2 separate regions of the Mus musculus genome follow, and region 2 is linked to region 1. Evidence: chromatin contacts called from public HiChIP or PLAC-seq data. All regions are on one chromosome and are shown on one strand. The core of a region is the stretch at or near the end of the contact, and the rest is flanking DNA. Distances in the headings are between cores, read along the strand shown. Region 1 overlaps Hs1bp3 (HCLS1 binding protein 3). Region 2 overlaps Sdc1 (syndecan 1).

What was found. HiChIP or PLAC-seq counts read pairs in DNA pulled down with a chosen protein or histone mark.
Region 2: a contact with region 1 is called in a FOXA1 HiChIP or PLAC-seq map of pancreatic cancer cells. The contact joins two enhancer-like sites. A contact is called at or near these places in 4 of 484 Hi-C or Micro-C datasets (the G1E-ER4 cell line, embryonic stem cells and epidermal suprabasal cells) and 4 of 115 datasets of contacts at active chromatin or transcription factors (embryonic forebrain, forebrain, neural tube and 1 more).

Annotation. Positions count from the first base shown.
Region 1 is chr12:8,332,314-8,335,150 of GRCm38.p6, reverse strand. The region is part of intron 4 of Hs1bp3 (HCLS1 binding protein 3); the gene reads right to left. Among named protein-coding and RNA genes, the nearest start is that of Hs1bp3, 20 kb to the right of the region's middle. Within about 2 kb of position 1,345, at least 67 of the 459 cell types and tissues checked have an H3K27ac peak or open chromatin away from gene starts, as enhancers often do. A contact at or near this core is called in pancreatic cancer cells, where this site is marked.
Region 2 is chr12:8,780,779-8,783,478 of GRCm38.p6, reverse strand. All of the region lies in intron 1 of Sdc1 (syndecan 1), which reads right to left. Among named protein-coding and RNA genes, the nearest start is that of Sdc1, 11 kb to the right of the region's middle. Within about 2 kb of position 1,303, at least 62 of the 459 cell types and tissues checked have an H3K27ac peak or open chromatin away from gene starts, as enhancers often do. A contact at or near this core is called in pancreatic cancer cells, where this site is marked.

The DNA.
Region 1 (2,837 bases), core at 96-2,595:
GGGGGTTAATGTTGGTGCTTGGTTTGCTTTACCCCTTTATTAAGTCCAGGACACCAGACCATACCCTGGTGCTGCCCATATTTAGGGAGGGGTTTCCAACCTCAATTAGTCCAATCCAAAAACCCTTCACAGATACGCTCAGAGGCTAGCTTTCTAGTTAATCCTTGATCCTGTTAGACGGGCAATATTAACCATCACAAAGCCTAAGCCCTGCTTTGCCGGACATTGAACATCAGTCTTCTCTAAGTAGTATACCTGCTGCCCTTCTAAGCAACAATGTGGTTCCCCCTGGGTAGGGTAGCCCTTCTGAAGTTCCTCTGGAGTCAGGTGGGCTTGGCTCTGCCACACCTGTTCCCTGACTGAAGAGCTCCTGCCCTGAGATGCTTGTGGTGGGAAACTGGGGGTCACCAGAGAGGTTTCTTGGGGTGTGCCACAGTTTTATTTCTTGATCCAGGTGGATAGGCAAGCTTCATGTTTGCTGGATCACATGATCTGGGCTGCCTTTGTGACACTGTCTCCAGATCACAAACTTGGTTTTATTTTAACAAGCTGACCTCAAGCTCTGGGGCTGCCACCCACGTTAGGCATTTTAAGATTCCTATAAACGGCAAAAGTTTTTTGTTTTGTTTTGTTTTTCCTTTTTACTGGAACCCAGGATTGCATTCTCCCAAGCGCCTGGCAGCCGGTTCCACTGGGCTGAGGTCACCTCTGAGCTCATGTTGGCAACACAGTGGCAAACTGCACAGAGGCTGGCCATTGCCAAAAGCTGTAACACAGACTATCCAGTCTCAGATAAAAATACCAGGTCCCTGGGTGCTGCAAGGCCAGGGACTCTGAGGTGACTATTCCTGCAGAACCACCCCCCTCCCACCCCAGTTCAGAGGCATAGCGTGTCTGGTGGAGATCGCCTAGCAGGCTGGACATTTTGGGCCTGGGAGTAGGGTAGTAACTAATTATGATCATACTAGGACAATACTTATGACTTTGCTTGTTACTCTCAATATCCCATGAACAGAATTGTCTGTGTTGTCCACTGGGGTGAAAGTGGCACAGTTCAACAGTGATGGCATCTGTGTCCCTACTGCAGTATGTGCACGTCAACAGGGGCCACCATGGTGAAGTGCCAACAGAGCTCTGGCCTGCCTGTGGTGCTGGGGGTGGGTGAAGGATCGCTAGCTCGCTAGCTCGCACCCTTCAGAAAGCCTCGGCTCTAGCTCCTCTCAGATCCTGCAGGGTGGACTCAGCTGCTCCTTGTGGGAGGGCGCCCCTGTAGTTTTATCTATCAGGCAGAATCAACAGTCCTGGTGACTAACAGAGGCCATGGCCCTAGCAAGGGTGACCAGAGTCTGGACTCCCTGTGTCAATATGCCTAGAAGGCCCTGGATGGAAGCTGTGAGCACGGCTCTGTGGAATGTGACCATCGACTGGGGTTGGGGGGCCCTTAGACCAGCCCTATGAGAACTGTAGGCTCTGTTTCATCACCAATATGTCCGTCTCTTGATCACCTATCATAATGTCCTTTGCTTGGCCCCTGGCCCTGGATCCAGTGGGCACAGCAGCAGTGACTGGCAGAGAACCCCATTTACACCTGTATCGGCAGTGCCTGGCCAGTCACTTCAGGGCTTGAGGCTGATCCTCAGCCATTCTGGTAGCTTTGCCCTCCACTCAGAAACCACTTTCTTTGGGGACCCAATGCGCATGCTACCCACTTAAAAGGCCCAGAGGGCAGGGGAGCAAAGCCGCCTACGGATCAAGAACAGCAGGAAGCACAGTGCGTGAGAGAACAGGCGGGAAGCCAGGTGAGGGAGGTTCCAACCACTTCCCCAGTTCTGCTCAGTCCGTCCAGGACAGACACAGATAAGGCTAGACCATCCGTCTGTCCTCCTGAACGGACACAGATAAGGCTAGACCGTTCTGGGCGAGCTTCCCTCACAAGCTTGACACGCATCTTTGTCCTCCTTGGTGACATCTGTGATTTCTGCTGCACTGAACTGAAGCAGATGCTCAGCACAACAGTGTTCAGTCAGCACTGACTACCCTGCCCCAGCTACCTGGCGGTCCTGTCCTCAAATCCCTCAGATCACCCACGAGAACACAAGGGGCATCAGGGGACCTGGAAGCCCCCAGGGTCTTGTCTGATTGATCCTAAAACTGCAGAAAGGTGTTCAGCAAATACTAAAAGGAAGAAGGCAGGCAGGCAGACAGACCGACAGATAGGCATCTGTCCTGTGTAGCTGGATAGTCATCAGATAGAAGGAAGACAGATTAGCTGACTGGAAGGAAGGAAGGAAGGAAGGAAGGAAGGAAGGGAGGAAGGGAGGGAGGGAGGGAGGGAGGGAGGGAGGGAGGGAGGAAGGAAGGAAGGAAGGAAGGAAGGAAGGAAGGAAGGAAGGAAGGAAGGAAGGAGAAACAGGCAGGCAGGCAGGCAGGCATCCAGACAGACAGACAGACAAAGTAATAAGACAGGGAATGAGGGGTCAGAGCAGCAGTTGTCAGCGCTCATGTTTACAAAGCCCTTTCTCTATTCCATCGCTGCTCCTCTAACAATAACCCCTGCCAGCCTTTCAGCAGCAAGCAGCCTGTCCATTCCTCCTCCTCCCCTTCCTCCAACCAGCACTCCCCAAGCAGTGCCCCTGTAGAGGTGCCTGCTCTAGGTGATGCAGACAGACCCACCTGAGATGCCAGCCAGCCAGGCTGTCACAGCTGGAGCACAGAGGACTCAAGGAAGGCACAGGGAGGGACTCCTGGAGGAGGTAACGGCAGCTTAGCTAGTGGGCTGAGGGGAGAGGAACGTCTCTGGCAGACCAGCTGCCAGTCACCCCGCACATTGAAGGAGC
Region 2 (2,700 bases), core at 54-2,553, 450 kb before region 1:
GACTGATGTCAATGAGAGGATGCTGACACTACTGAGCTACCCCAGGGGGCCCCAAAGGTGGACCTCCGGGGCAGCTGTTCTACAAGGTGCAATGTCTCCTGGAGGGTAGGGCGGACAGGAGAGATTGTGACTAAAACCTACTCCTATCCGGTAGCTCTCAGTTTGTATCCTGTGTCCTACAGCCTGGGGTCTTGACTGCTCTCTTTCCCATAATCACCTTTTCCTCCAGTCCTGGCTGAAATGCTGGGTGAATTTTCCCAAAGCTTCCTCAACGAGGCTCTCTGGGACTGTATCAGGTCTAGCTCAACTAGTCCCATGCTGGGGCTCAACTAGTCCCTCGCTGGGAGTCTGGGCAGCTTGTCTCTGTACCCACTGTGCTGGCGGGAAATGAAGTGCTCTGAGAGGATAATTCTGTTCTTTTATGGCACTCAAAGATCAGGCTGGACAGTGCATGCTGAGAGGTGACCAGAGATTCATGCTGGGGTGACGATACCCAACTCCTCACTTCTCTCCCATGGAGCTAAGAAACTGTAAGGAGGCCTCAAGACCCAGAAACCCCTTCCTAAAGCCACCTCCAGAAGGGAGGGCCCCCATTGGTGCCTTCAGGCAACACCCAAATTTCCGGCTGACAGGCACCCTGATTTATCAACTTTCTCTCTCTCCACCAAGAATCAAGCTGAGACCTGCACTGAAGTGACTGGTGACCCAGCAGGGAGTGAACGAGAGGCCCAACCCAGGGTGGGGCCAAGGTGAGGACAAGGCAGGTAAAGAGGACTGTTAGCTGCTTAGCTGGGGAGCACAGCACCCCAAAAACACCTCCAAGGCTCAGACCCTGACAGCATTTCAACGGAGGGGAATTTCCCAAAATTCCCTGGGAGCACACAGCTCACCCACATCCCCCAACTCAGCAATTCCCACTGCTGTTGCACATTTCCTGTACGTCTTGGGGATTCTTGGGAATGGGCTGAGTGGGAAAGCAGTATCCTGTCTTGGTTTTAATAACTGTCTTTTTTGTCAGCATTCCCTGTTAGTTTAACACCAGACTGCAAGCCAAGGTCAATGCCGGAGTCAAGTCCGTCAGCACCAGCACACCTGCCTGTACCATTCCTCCACTCTCCATACCCACTACAGGTCAATGTCCCATGAGTACCCAGACGCCCATACCTCCTGGTGGAGCTGGAACCAGCCCTGCAACCCACATGCCAGGACTAGTCTCTGAGCAGGCTCAGCTGAGAGCCGGGTGTGGAGCTGGAAGACCTGCCAGATCCCAGCCAGGACGGGCAGGGCGGGACTTCAGGCAATGTGGAGCAAGGGCGCCTGGCCCTGGCCCAGGCCCAGCCTCTCACTAGGCACTGCTCCTGGAGGGAACCAGATAGGACCTATTCCCCTAGACTTGCCAGCCACCTCTCTTCAAATCTTTTGGGCCTGGCCAGCCGAACGTACCATGGGAAAATGAGAAGACCCGATAGAGTGAAAAGATAACTTATGTTTTGGCCTGTTTTTTGGCACAAGCCTTATGTGGGCTACCATACCATAGGGGTTTGACAGGAGGATGACAGCAAGAAGGTTCCCAGGGCCCAGCCTACGGCTTTGTATAGCACATGCTCTCTGCCTAGGAGCTCTGGCTCACCTTCAAGGGACAACCAGATACAGTGGCTGAAGCAAAGGGCAGCAAAGCATTGTGGGCCAGGTGACTGCTGGAGATGCCCAGAATCAAAGTGTCTCTGGGAAGTAGCCTGTGATGATGGAAGAGACAGAAAGCCATTCCCAACCCCCACCATGCTGGCCCCACACTATCCTAAAAAGAAGTGAAGGGCCTCCTCAGTTTCTTTTGGATACGTCTTGCTGGTCAGAGCCAAGGGACTTGAAGAGAGGTGGCTGACAAACTTGGGGGAAAGATCCTGTCTGGAGCAGTATAGGAACCCCACCATTCTCGCTTCTGGGATGTAAACTCCCAGTCTGGCAATACCCCCAAAACTGCTACGTAGCTGATTCTAGACTCAGCAGGATATGGGGGCCTGACACCTGTGACACATAGACTTCGCATGGCCATTCCGCCCCTGAACTGGCTAAATAAAGGATCCTCAAGTTTCACTGAAGCAGAAACTACTGCTTTCGACACACCTGCACCAGCCGGGCCACCAGCTGGGAGGCTGGGGCTGTAACTCTGATCACCAAACCTCTCTTCTTAGTGTCTCTGCGGTTGTGCAATGCCCTTTTGAAAATTAAAATGCCTGTGGGAAGGGCTAAAGGATACTTGTCATTCACATTATAGCATAAGTCGGCTTCCTATGGGGGAGGGGCTAATTCTAGAACTGGGGCCCTGCAGTTGGGATACAACAGATGGGAAAAGATCATAAAGAAGAGACTAGAAGATACAAAGAGCAAATTTCTTTAGCCTCTGTGAGAATGCAAGTGACAGGAATACCACCACCAGCAAATACACTTCATTTCCTCTTTCCCCTTGAACTAAAGATGCCTGTGCATCTTTAAAAGGCACTGAGGCCCCTGGGAAACAAACCAAAGGCAGAGCATGCTGGGAGTGGTCCCACAGCATGGTGGGCTAGCCTGAGGTGCCAGACTCTGAGAAGAGGCTGTTTTTGAAAAGGTGGGTGGGTTTCTCAGTTCCTGGAGTGGCCCCAGCCCACACAGGAACAAAGCGGCCCAGGTCCTTTCTCTGACACCTCACAGCCTAGATAA